Linked DNA regions of Mus musculus: all the other regions are linked to region 2. Evidence: chromatin contacts called from public ChIA-PET and HiChIP or PLAC-seq data. All regions are on one chromosome and are shown on one strand. Each heading gives the region's core, a stretch centred on a gene start, on an enhancer-like site or on the middle of the called end of the contact. The rest is flanking DNA. Distances are from core to core; before and after follow the strand shown.

Evidence for each region. ChIA-PET counts read pairs in DNA pulled down with a chosen protein or histone mark. HiChIP or PLAC-seq counts read pairs in DNA pulled down with a chosen protein or histone mark.
Region 1: a contact with region 2 is called in an H3K27ac HiChIP or PLAC-seq map of double positive thymocytes, with 5 times the contacts expected there. The contact joins two enhancer-like sites. A contact is called at or near these places in 4 of 484 Hi-C or Micro-C datasets (the G1E-ER4 cell line, embryonic stem cells, nephron progenitors and 1 more), 4 of 115 datasets of contacts at active chromatin or transcription factors (astrocytes, bone marrow-derived macrophages, double positive thymocytes and 1 more) and 1 of 9 other capture datasets (embryonic stem cells).
Region 3: an RNA polymerase II ChIA-PET map of memory CD8 T cells shows a contact between it and region 2, with 104 read pairs. The contact joins two enhancer-like sites. A contact is called at or near these places in 4 of 115 datasets of contacts at active chromatin or transcription factors (astrocytes, embryonic stem cells, memory CD8 T cells and 1 more) and 1 of 9 other capture datasets (embryonic stem cells).

The regions. Positions count from the first base shown.
Region 1 is chr3:100,992,160-100,996,329 of GRCm38.p6, forward strand. Cd101 (CD101 antigen) reads right to left here. Exons shown (of 9, transcript NM_001167906.2): 9 at 30-1,735. The coding sequence ends at 1,506. Among named protein-coding and RNA genes, the nearest start is that of Ttf2, 25 kb to the left of the region's middle. Within about 2 kb of position 1,657, at least 95 of the 459 cell types and tissues checked have an H3K27ac peak or open chromatin away from gene starts, as enhancers often do. A contact at or near this core is called in bone marrow-derived macrophages, double positive thymocytes and regulatory T cells, where this site is marked.
Region 2 is chr3:101,798,857-101,803,006 of GRCm38.p6, forward strand. No RefSeq gene overlaps it. Among named protein-coding and RNA genes, the nearest start is that of Gm33381, 27 kb to the right of the region's middle. Within about 2 kb of position 1,680, at least 105 of the 459 cell types and tissues checked have an H3K27ac peak or open chromatin away from gene starts, as enhancers often do. A contact at or near this core is called in bone marrow-derived macrophages, double positive thymocytes, memory CD8 T cells and 2 more, where this site is marked.
Region 3 is chr3:101,264,144-101,268,355 of GRCm38.p6, forward strand. No RefSeq gene overlaps it. Among named protein-coding and RNA genes, the nearest start is that of Cd2, 22 kb to the right of the region's middle. Within about 2 kb of position 1,753, at least 29 of the 459 cell types and tissues checked have an H3K27ac peak or open chromatin away from gene starts, as enhancers often do. A contact at or near this core is called in memory CD8 T cells and regulatory T cell precursor, where this site is marked.

The DNA.
Region 1 (4,170 bases), core at 407-2,906, 810 kb before region 2:
CCCTGGTGGTCACATAGACAATAAATAGATGTGTTATCTGAGGTCCTTTATTTGATTGATTTTCAATTCTGGCTACAGCCAGGCCTGCTCAGTGGAAACAGCTCTTGAAAGCCTTAAACCATCACACCTCGCCCTTGGGATTTCTAGGGTGAGATTAGGAAACTCAGGAGTCAGACTTGACCCTCTTCTTCCCTTGAACCCACACTCCAGTACCATGAGACAGGGGCATTACTGCAGAGCCGTCTCCCAAGTTCTACCGAGGCTCTTTCCTCCGACTCAGTGCTTTCAACAAAGGCACTGGCCAAGGCCTAGCACTATGGTGGTAGGCTGGTGTGTGTGTGTGTGTGTGTGTGTGTGTGTGTGTGTGTGTGTGTGTGAAGGAGATAGGAGGCCTTGGGGGCTGAGTAGAACACTGTTGTATGGGAAGAAGGATGCTCTTCAACGATGACTTACTATCTCTTAAACCAAGCATGCCAATGCCCCTGCTCTCCTCACCCTCCCTTTCCTCTTCCTCCTCCTCCTCCTTTTCTTCTTCCTCCTTCTTTTTCCAAGAGAGGGTTTCTCGGTGTAGCCCTGCCTGGGTTTCCTGGAACTCAGTCTGTAGACCAGGCTGGCCTTGAGTGTAGAGATTCATACACTTCTATCTCCTGAGTGCTGGGATTAAAGACATGCACAGCACCGACCAGTGCCAATGCATGCTTTGAATCCCAGCCCTTGGAGGCTGGCCTTGGTGGGGGGAAGAGGGCTGTAAGGTGGAGGACGGTCCAGACTGTACAGTGTAGGGCTAGACAGTGAGATCAAGTTCAAGGCTGGCCTAGGGCTGTATCCCAAGGCCTTTCCTTGACATCATAAAAACAGAAACAAAAAGCATCCCCAATTATAAAAGCAGGAAGCCAAATGAAAACTTCCAAAAGGCTGTAACACATTACCCTTTTGTCAAAGCGCCGATATTGATTAGACAACGACTCTTACACTTTTCAGCGGGCATTTGTAAAGGGGGGTTGGAGAAAAAACATCGGATTTCTGCCTAGAAAAAATTACATAATGATTGGGGGAGTCCGATTTCAGGCAAGCCAGTCCATGCTCTCAATCCCTCCGGCTTTGCCGACACCCGGTTTTTCCTACATTTCTTATCTAGAGAAAAATGATTTCCCTTGTGACTGGGCCAAGCTGATGTTGCCAAGGGAATAGATGAGTGGGAGAGGAATGAGAGAGGAAGGAAGGCTCGACAGCTGGTGTTCCTCTCTTTCCAGATGAGGCTGGACCTCCAGGAGGTGAGGTCTGTGTGAGTGGGGACAATGACACTATCTGCTTCTGAAGGATGCAAAGAAAAAAAAATGGTTGCTACACAAAGAAACACTCGACAAGATATGGTTAACAATCTATGTCCATGGCACATCCCTTCTGGTCCCTTGGTAACTTGGCCAAGGTCTAAAACAGAATTCATTCATCCTCCACGCTCCAACCCAATCCCTCCACGCTCCTTTCTCCAGCCCAGGTGCTCCTCAGTAGTGTCCACTCTCCTCTCCAGCTTCCTTCTGAAGTGATGTCTTTCTCATGCCCACCCAGAGAGCCTTTTCTTTCTTTGCACTGAGACTCAGCTGTGACAACTTCCTGGCCTTCCGGTACAAGCAGAGGAAGGACGTGGCCAGAAGGAGCAGCATGACGAAGGGGCAGACGATGAGGAAGTGGAGCAAGGGCCCCGAGGAGCAGATCAGGGAGGAGACCGTGGGCTCTGCAACCAGAGAAACACAGAAGACAATCAATCAGTGTCCCAACGATCGGGGCCGAGCAGGCGAGTACGTCTCCCTACACATCATTATCGGCAAGTCCGTGTAGATGACAAGGTGGAATGGCACAGGCCTCTCGCCCTGCAAGTGCACTGGAAGAACAGGCCCAGGACATTCCCAACACACACCTCTTCCCCCTGCCCGGCCATTGCAGCTGTACAGCTGCCAATGACCTACTTACAACCACCAGCCAAAAAAGAAAAGCAAAACAAAAAAAAAAAGAAGAGAGAGAAAGAAAACCTTTCCTTTAATCTTCTTCCCTCAGAAAAGATATGTATAATTCAGTTCTCGTTCTCAACTGTGTGGCTGGCTCTGAATTTTTAACTGAGATATTCCCACTGCTGTTTCTGAAACTCACAGTGCACTAAGCTGTCCTCAGTAACAGCTGTGCCTATGAAGGAGGGCACTTTTGCCCCTGACCCATGACATATAGGTTATCCCGGGTCCTGACTCCTTGCCCCACTATGCTCAATTCTCACTTCCTGTATCTAAGCCACTGGGCACAGTCCCTGTCTGGTTGGATCTCACTTCTCCCAGACTTCTTGCATGGTCCCGTGCTCACCCCTCCTTGTCACACAGCCCTTTGTTTCGGCTCCTTTCTTCCCTGGACTGAGAATGGCTAAGTGTCCTGGGTTCCTGCCTTTGGTGATCTTAAACCAAACTGAATGCCGCCACAGAGTCAAAGCCACCATACAGAGAGGCACGCCAAAGCATGCGATCCTCCGATCCTCCGCAGCTGCAGGCCGATGGGAGGCACCATCAACAGACTGACATGTGGGGCATTGGGGCTCCTGGTCATTTCCCAGAGAGGCAAAGCAGAGAGGACTGCGGCCACCACAGGTCCTCGGAAATGGTACCCTGGGCTAATGGCTAAAGGCCTGGGTTACAGGCATTCAGCAGAAAGCCACATGTGTAAAGTGGTACCAACCACTCACTGCACTCTTCCAACTACATTTCTGAACTATTTGAAATCAGGGCTATTCTGAACAATCCGATGCTAACAGCAGCTGTGCTTTGCTTGGGAAACTAACGACAGGAGACCTCTCTTCTTCAAAGGTTAAGCTATACAATTTCCGAGACTATGGATTCCCAGTGATAAAACAGTTTTGATAGGTCGTTCTGACCAACCTCCAAGTGCAAAAGAAAAGACCCCTTGGGGCCTCTCTGAAGCACTTTACACGTCAAAGACTGCCTCTTCACTGGAAATCAAGAGAGAGCCCAGACATTTGCTCGTGATAGGTACTGTGAGCTCCTGGAGGCTTGGGCCTGTGTCTTACATGTCTCTGTACCTTGTAACGCACCTCCCCCGAAAGTCCTCCAGGATCCTGGAGAAGGAACCAGCTACCGAGTGTATTCCCCATGCAAGAGCCAAGGTGGCCGCCATCATGCAGTGTCGGTCCCTGGCATTAGGCTGTCAGTTCTGAATGGGTTTGGCACAGAGCTGCAGAGTTGGTGGCCTAGATATTTTTTTTCTGTTCTCAATTGTAGTTTTCATCTTGCATCTGATTTTCCTTCTTGAAAATGTAATCAATGGCAGAGAGAGAGAGAGAGATTTTGAATTTTTTTTTCCTATTGTTTGTTTTGATCTGAGGCTGAGTCTCACTATGTAGCCTGAACTAACCTCAAACACAAGATCTTCCTGCCTCAACTTCCCAAAGGCTGGGATTATGGGAGTGTGTCACCATGCCTGGTTTAATTTTTAATTTTTTTCTAACCTCTTTCTGCATTCTTCTTTCAAATGATCCAGGCGAATGATAATTAGTCCCCTGGGTCGCATGTGATATGACGCTGGCAAGCATGGTCAAATGAAGCAGGCTGCGATGTTGTGTTAGAATAGGCCAGGCCACTCAACCATGGCTACCCAAAGAAGCTTCTTTTTATAGCAGTGGTCACTGTCAGGAAATGACGGGCCCCCTACAGAAAGCCCATCTAGGAGAGTGTCAACAGTTTCCTCAGGTGTCCAGACTCCCAGAGAATGACAGACAGCCACAGTTTTTCACTTCCCCAAGCAAATTTACAAACCTCAGGGCTGGACCCCCTGGAATATCAAAAGGGCACCAGCGTTGACACATGCCTCCACCATATACTGGATAGACGTCAACTAGCCAGGCCCTTCTTCCTCACTTCCCCAGATCCTCAGAGCTGCACATCTCTTTCCTGGAATTCCCTTCTGCTCTCCACTCTGCAGCCGCTGAAACAGAGAGAGCCTGGCTGCACGCTCACCATGTGACCCCATCCCCTTCCTGAGACCTCTAAGAGGTGCCCTCCTAACTCTGCCCGTGGGCTTGAACACTCATTAGGGCTCCTGCCATGCTGCTGTCTGTCCTTGGCATTAATAACCCTTGTAATAAACTTCTTACCCAAACATGGCAATCTGCTT
Region 2 (4,150 bases), core at 430-2,929:
CCCATACTCATATTTGAAAGGGAGGGGGTGTCCCTCTCCAGTAGGTCTGTTAATGGATGTATGCAAGAAGATCATGGAATTCCTCTGTGTTTAGGATGACATTAGGCTGTAGAATCGGATGGGCTTCCTTTTAGGACCACACATGATAGAAGTAGGCAGGTAAAAGAGGAGGTGGCTAAGATGGAGGCTCTCTGTCCACTCGCTGGGACCCAGAGCTTGCCTGGGGGCTTCCCCTCCTACACAGCTGGGATGCTCATCAGTAGTACTTCTTGACTCTGTAGCACCCGGTGCTCAGGATGCTAAGCACCGTGATGACTACAATTTGTTCTGCACCTAGACCCACACAGAAGCCCCAGACTGTGGGGCTGCGAAGCATGGGGTCCAATCATCTGTTTACCGAGCCCCGTTACCTGGATTTCCATCCCCTGGTGTGTCACTGGCCAAGTGGCTTTAACCACTCCAGGCCTGGTTTTTCCTTGTGTGTAAAATGAAAGCAAACTTTGCCTAACCCCAGGTTCTGTCACAGCAACTGAACAAGGAAATTTGAGCCAAGTGTTTGCACAGTTGCTGTCCACCCAGAACTCTCGGGAGTGGAGGGAAGATAGGTGGGAAGGCACCTGACCTGAGCCTCCGAGGCCAGAGGAGGTTGAAGGAGGACCAGATAGGTGACCTGGAAATGACCACAGGCCTGAGTCCGGGCTGTCAACTTTGATATCCTGGAGGGGCGATACATGAGAGGGTAATTCCGGTAACTATATTTCCTTGCAGAGTACACTGTGCTCTGCCACAGGAACATTTTCTCATTACTATATAATAACATCAGCGCTAATGTCCTCTTTCTCAAAGGAGTCCAGAGCACTTAGAGATTGCATGCTCAGTGCCCAAAGTGCAGGCCTGGGGTTGGTGGCAGAGGCTGCCAGATATCAGGCTTCTACTGCAGTAAAGCGAGCAGAAGCCAAGGGTGTGTCACACAGAGTCACCGCACTCAGCATCTCTAGTGCTCTGGGGACCCACTCAGAAAGGTCACTTCCCTTGAAGACACCACCGAAGCTAGTTTGAGGGGACTCCAATGAGCAGCCTTCTCTGCCCATCACATTCAACAGGAAAAACGGGGCTGGGGAGGAACTGGGAGGACTCTGGGAGCCTGACTGCTCCAAGAGGGTGCTTGCTCCCAGCCTCCTTTGCGGGCTGAGTCAGAGAAGGTCACACATGATTGAGTAGATCTGGCTGACCACCGCAGGAGCTCAGAAAGGGAAGTGTGAGCTTTCACTGCGTGGTGGATTTGGTTCCCAGAGGAGCTACTTACTGCTCTGGGATTGAAATTTACCTGATGGGAATGACAGATTTCCGCAGATCAACTGTGACCCTCATGAGAAGACCTATTGCTATGTTTTACTGTAGGGTCGTGTTTGGTATTTTACTTTGAGACCAAAAAAAAAAAAAAAAAAAAAAAAAAAAAGGGAAGTGTTCCTCATTGTATTATTCCAGAGCTTCCAACTTGCTGGACTCGCGGGTCATACACCTGCGCTAGAGGCCTGAGTACCAAACACCTTCACTGCCCCCCTGGGTCCCACAGCTCTAACGTGCGGGGAAGCCCAGGACCACACATTTTATCTGTGTTTCTGCAGGGTATAGGTCGCACTCAGATGCCACCAGGCAAGGAAAACCACAGTGCCTGAGGGTTCCAGGCACAGAGCGGTGGGTAGAAGGTGCTCAGACTTTTGTGACTTCCTGTTGCTGATGACGCGGCTCATGCCCGGGGCGGGGGTGGGGGGGTGGGGGAGTTGGGGGTGGGGTGGGACTGGCTGAAGGAGCAATGGCCTCCGGGGCTGAAGTGAACCATAGGCTCGAACAGTCTTCACATCTCACCCACAGGAGCTCTTTTAGTGTTGCCAGAGCCCCTTGGAGGCAGGGCCTCCTAACCAAATGGTAAGATGAAGAAAGTAATAAAGAAACTGAGACAGACACGGAAGGGAAGCCCGACGCTGGTGACCCTGATCCCACTGGCACCTGGGCCCTCACTAACAGTCTTTATACATCAGTCTCTACTCCACCCTCTCTCCTCCTGTCCCCTCCCTTCCCCCCAGCGGCACCCATTTCCTAGCTTTTGCTGTTTCTCTATCTGGAATCACTCTTCTGTCACCGCACCAGAGGGATCCCTTGACTCCATGTTCCATTGTCATTGGGTTAAAACAAACAAACAAACAAACCCCAAACAATTTGTAAACACCAACAAAAGAATTCGGATCCAACCAATTTATTCTGGGAATGGTGGGCATGGGAGTAGGGGGCGGGGGTGGGGAGGGGGGTGAGAGCTACCCAGGAACTTTTTTAAATGAGGGGACAGCCATAGATACATGTTTTATGATTATCACAATGGAAAACTGGGGGCAGGGGGTCCACCACTTATAGTCCAGGGTCATTGAACAGTCAACAATGCATGTGGTCGCAGCAAAACTGCCTTGGACTGTCCGTGAATGAAATGATGTTAGGGACCACTTTCCTCTCAGGTCCAATGTGGGGTGGGGGCGGGGCGTGCCTAGCTCACTTTTCCTTTCCTGTACAGTTCAGGGTCCAGTCCTATGGTGGTATCCACTTTCAGAATGGCCTTTTTCCCATGTCAAAATCAATGCAGTCAAGACAATCCGCTACAGGTGAGCCCGTAGGCGAGGCTGGTTAGAGGGCCTCTCTTTAAGAGTCATCTCTCCAGCGATTGATTCTAGATTATGTGGAGCTGACAATTAAAACTGACAATTACCATGAGTTCTGACATGGCACTTCCCATGCTCTTGTTTACGACTGCGACTACTTCCTTCAAGCTCCTGTTGCCATTACTGCCCCCTCAGTGGCAGACTGCAACCTGGGATTGTGAGTCTGATAAACCATTCTCCCTAAACAGAGTCCGCCGGAGCATTCATCATATCACAGTGTCAGGAAATGAAACTAACACACACACTAATGTATCCAGGCGGCTGCCAAAAGAGCTTCTCACTAACTGGTCCCGGCTCTGGGCTTCTTCCCAGGTGGAGATGGAAACCCTCTGTCACTCAGAAAGTGAACACAAGAGCAATCGTGTCAAAAATCAGAAAGTCCATCCGTCACTTGCAGAGAGTAAGCATGCCCGTGGGGTCCTGCTGGAGGTGGCTGGGAGAAGCAGATGAAGAGGGTGAAAGGTCAGGCTAGGAAAAAGGGATAGACTCAAACACCGCTGTACATTTGCATATCTCTCCTCTCCTTCATTCATCAAATGCTGGTGTTTGTCAGAGATATAGATCTCAACCTTCAGGAGTCATGGCGGGAGACTGACTTAATCTTTAAAAGACTCAAAATGCTATAGGGACATTTACCAAAGCCCTGGAAACTTGGGTCAAACCAAGGGGGCTGAGTCTGCTTCCTGGTGGTCCCCAGCATAGCCCTGACACTGAAGAAAATCACATCTTGTTGGAGTGGCACAGTGACACAATGCTTCAAGAGATATTGTGCCAGCAGACCCATCCCGGGGCTAAGCTGTTCCCTGCCATGCGGACCCCTAGAGTGGAGCAGGCAGGGTTTTCAGGAAGAGTGGAAGCTGTAGACTTGAGAGAGGAGAGACTCTTGCCAGGTATACGCGACCTGTGCTCCGTGAGTGGCAGTTTGGGGTTTAAGCCACCATTCAGAGGCTGCCACCTGCAGTCATGTTGTCTCCTATTTTCTAGTTCACAAAGCAGAGGGCATGCCTTCCAGCCAGGACAATCCTAAGGCTTCCGTGTGTGAAGAAGCAAACCCTAAAGACTAAAAGGAAGCAGAACCCTGCGATGCAGGAGGGGTAAGGCAGAAACACTCACTCCTCGGGCAGCTCAGGGGTGTCCTGGGAACATATAGGCTCTTCCTTCAGCATAATCTAGAAGGGTGGATTTAGATGTAAGATTTTTAAAGATCCCTCTGTCCCGAACGGTGTCTGCATTGGGGTGGGTAGCTTACTCCATTGGATCCAGAGCACAGTCTGTCCAGGGACAGTTTCATGACAGGAAGGAGGGGGGTACTTCCTCTTCAGTTAGCTTAGCGCTTTGCCCTCCTCGTCTCCCTTGGAGTTCCAGGTCAGTAAGGCAGGCTTCGTGAGAACCATTTTCAGGGCCAGCAAAATGACTCAGCTGGCAAAGGAACTTGCTTC
Region 3 (4,212 bases), core at 503-3,002, 530 kb before region 2:
GGCATAGAGTTAGTTATCCTTGCTATTTCTTGATTATGCTTTTAGTGTTCTAATGTTGGGATTTTGGTTTCATTCTTTTTTCTCTATTGAGTTCCTGTTTTCTTATTTTTAAGTGTGTGTGTGTGTGTGTATGTGACTGTGTGTGAATATGTGTGCAGGTGCCCATAAGAGGACAGAAGAAATATCAGATCATTAAACTGGATTTCCAAGCAGTTATGAGCTGTCTGATGTGGGGAGATGGAAACCAAACCTGGACTTAGGTCTTCTGTATTGCTCTTAACTGCAATGTCTTTGTTTTAATTATATTGACTTTTTTCTTTGCCTTAATTTTTATTTATTTTCCTCTGTTTATGATGAATTTAGCTTGATGTTTGATTTTGTAGTTTTCCAAGGTTGAAACTAAATTGACTGAGTTTAATTCTTTTTTAAACATATCTACTCAATGCTATTAATTTTGTTGTGAACACGATTTGTATTGCATACAGTTGCTGTGCTTTTTTGTTGTTGTTGTTTTGTTTTGTTTTGTTGGTTTTTTGAGACTGGGTTTCTCTGTATAGGCCTGGGTTTCCTGGAACTCACTCTGTAGACCAGGCTAGCCTCGAACTCAGAAATCCACCTGCCTCTGCCTCCCCGAGTGCTGGGATTAAAGGTGTGTGCCACCATGCCTGGCTAGTTGCTGTGCTTTTGTTCAGTTCAAAATAAGTTTAATTTCTCTGAGATTTTATTCTTTGACTCTTGTGTCACATCATGTCCATATTTTAAAAGAATCTCAGCTATCCTCTCATTAATGGCTCCTAGGTTCGTTCCATTGTGTTCTGAGTCTCCTGATCTTCTTGTCTCCAGCTGTGAGGGTGAAGCCATCTCTCCTCCTGGTTGCTGCCCCACAGGTGTAAGCCCCACTGTTGGGTGTGGGCAAACTACACATCCTTCTACTGTTTTAGAGAAGTGACAACTTTACTAGTTCATAATGTGCTCTTAATCTCACATAACATTTGTCAGCCTGAAGACTGCCTGAAATCAGTAAGTTATCCCACTTTCCTTTGAGTCATATTAGTGTAGTATCTCTGTCTCAGTTCAATTACATTGGAATCTACAATAGGAGCTGGAAATGGCGCAGCAGTTAAGTCACTACAACATTTGTAGCATTTCCTCTTTCTTGTCTATTGGTCTTTTGTTGTCTTCTGGCTGCTTTGGTTTTAATTGAGCTCTGTGTATTATGTTGCTCTCTCCCCTTTCTTGGCTTATCATTACACTTTTGTTTTATGGTGATTATATTACATTATAGTTTACAGTACATATTCAGAGAAAATCCAAAATCCAGGTCTACTTTTAAGTAATATGCCACTTAGTGGGTGACATAATTTCTTGTTAGTAATAAAGTAATTCCAATTCCATCCTTCCATCCTTGTTAAATTGCTGTGCCTCCTTTCACTTACACATAAAAGTGCACATGTATGTGAACATGCATGCACACAAGCTCACATGCCCATATATACACACATGTACACGCAGAATCAAATACCTTGTTGTGGTTAACTACTGCTATATGCTATGACAATTAAGAATAGGAAAGAGAAGTGGGTTTTGTATTCATTTATTCTCTAGTTTCTAAAAAAAAAAAATTTATATAGTTGAAACTTCTGATCTTTGTGGTTTTCTTTTTTTCTAAAACATCCCCTTAATCTTTCTCGAATGTCAAGTCTGCTGTAACAACTTCCTTCAAGTTTCGTTTCTTACAAAAATATCACTTTACCACTCACTGGGACTCAACTCTTGGCAGGGATCCAGATGAGCTCTTGCCCACCAACCCTCTCAGCCTTGTCTTCTGGCCATTTTGTTAGCCACCAACCCTCTGAAACACTTTCTACCAAAGACCCCCCAGTGGCCACATTGGGCTGGGAAGCACAAAGATGGTTTTCACTAGTCTTGAGTCTGCCATTCTGATCTCTTCTGATCTACTATTCTTAGTTCTGTAGCAACCTGCCTGTAGGAGTCCCAGCTCCCACCCTACCTATACTCCTGAGAACCCCAGGCTCCCTAGCTCTTTCCTGCCTCCCCTCTCAGCCTTTCTTCTGGCCCATCTCCATTCCTTTGTGTCCCACTGACCCCAATGACTTTCTACCAAGGACCCTAGGGCCTCCATACTTGCCTTGAATCCAAAGTGGGCAACAACAACAGAACACCCTCTCAACAAAGGCAAGATCAGGTATCTATATCAAGAAACATCACAAACATCATAACTCCAAATGTCTATATCTATATGTAAAAACACAAATGTGAACAGCCAAGACAATATGCCTCCTTCAGGAGCCAGTAACCCTACTGCAATAGGCCCTGAGAAATGCAAGTTAGCTGAAGCACAAGACAAGGACTTCAGATAGCAATTTTAAAAAATTTAAGGGCCTCAAAGAGGATCTGAATAAATGCCTTAATGAAGACCATGAAAGCACAAACTGTTAAGTGAAGTGATGAGAGGTGAGAACAATTCAAGACTGGAAAGGAGAACATAGCAAAGGATTAGGATTATTGAAGGAACCTAAGCAGAAATAAAACTGAAGATGAAAAAGTTAGGGTGTAAAAAACAGAAGTAAACCCAAACATTGTCAGAGGTGAGTCTCACCAGTGGAAGTTCAGGGACAACAAAGTAGAAGAGGTGGAAGGCTCAGGCAAAGAACATGGGCAGTCTAAAAAGGCCCAGGTGCACAGAACACATAAAGTGTGAAAGGAGAAGAAACCCTGGGCAAAGGCACAGAAAACACTTTTAACAACATTGTAGATGCGTTCACCCAATCTAAAAAAGGAGATGCCTACCAAGAAACATGAAGCATACAGGACACCAAACAGATGGAACCAGAAAAGGAAGTCCACATGCCACATATTAATCGAGACACTAAATGTACAGAACAAGAAAGCATACTAAAATAAAAGCTACAAGGGGAAAAAAAGATCAAATCATATATAAAGGTGGGTCCACTAGAATAATACCTGACTTTTCAATGGAGACTCTGAAAACCAGAAGAGCCTAGCTAGATGTTCTACAAACTCTGAGAGACCACAGATGCCAGCCCAGACTACTATGCCCAGAAAATCTATCAGTTGCAACTGATGAAGAAAAATAAAAATGAAAGCAATTCCTATCTACCAATCCAGTTCTACAGAAGGCACTAGAAAGAAAACCTCACTCTGAACAGATTAACTGCACTCAAGAAGACACACATTTAATTCCAGCACTCCAGAAGCAGAGACAAGCAAATGTCTGAGTTCAAAGCCAGCCTGGTCTACAGCAAGAGTTCCAGGGCTGCCAGAATTGCACAGAGAAACCATGTCTTCAAAAACAAAACAACAATAGAACATCTCAAACAAATAACAACAACAAAATAATACCAGAACAGTAAATCAGGTAAGGGGAGAAAGCAAACACCAAAACGACAAAATAGCAGTAACCAATAAACACTTCCCATTGATAACTCTGAAATTAAGGGTCTCAATTTGCCAATAAAAAGACACATAGTCACAGTATTAGAAAACAAGATCCATCTTTCTGTTGCATCTGAGAAACACATCTCAACATCAAGAATAGAGATTACCTCAGGGCAAAAGGACGAACGAGATGTTCTAAGTAAATGGGCTTAAAAAGCAAGCAAATGTAGCTATGTTAATATCTGATACAGTAAGAGCACTGACTGCTCTTCCAAAGGTCCTGAGTTCAAATACCAGCATCCACATGGGGGTTCACAACCATCCATAATGAGATCTGATGCCCTCTTCTGTTGTATGTAAAGACAGCTACAGTGTACTTATACTTTCTTAACAGCTCATGGAAAAATTTCCAAAACAGGCCATGTACTAAGACACAAAGCAAGTCTCAACAGATAAAAAGAAAAAAGAAAACTGAAGTAACTCCCAGCATCCTCTCTGACCATCATAGATTGGAATTTTAGTGTTATTTTCTTTTTTTTTAATGCTCGTGTGTGTGTGTGTGTGTGTGTGTGTGTGTGTGTGTGTGTGTGTGTGTGTGTATGAAGGTCGGAGGATGCCTTTCATACATTGGTTCTTGCCTTCTTCCATGGGTTCTTGTGATGGAACTCACATCATCAAGCTTTCATGGCAAGTGTCCCCACTTAGTTGTCGCTGTCCTCACCGACAGGAACGACATGGACACCAAGGTGGGTTCACGCAACAGCTTCTTTACTTGTTCTCCTTCTTGCAGCT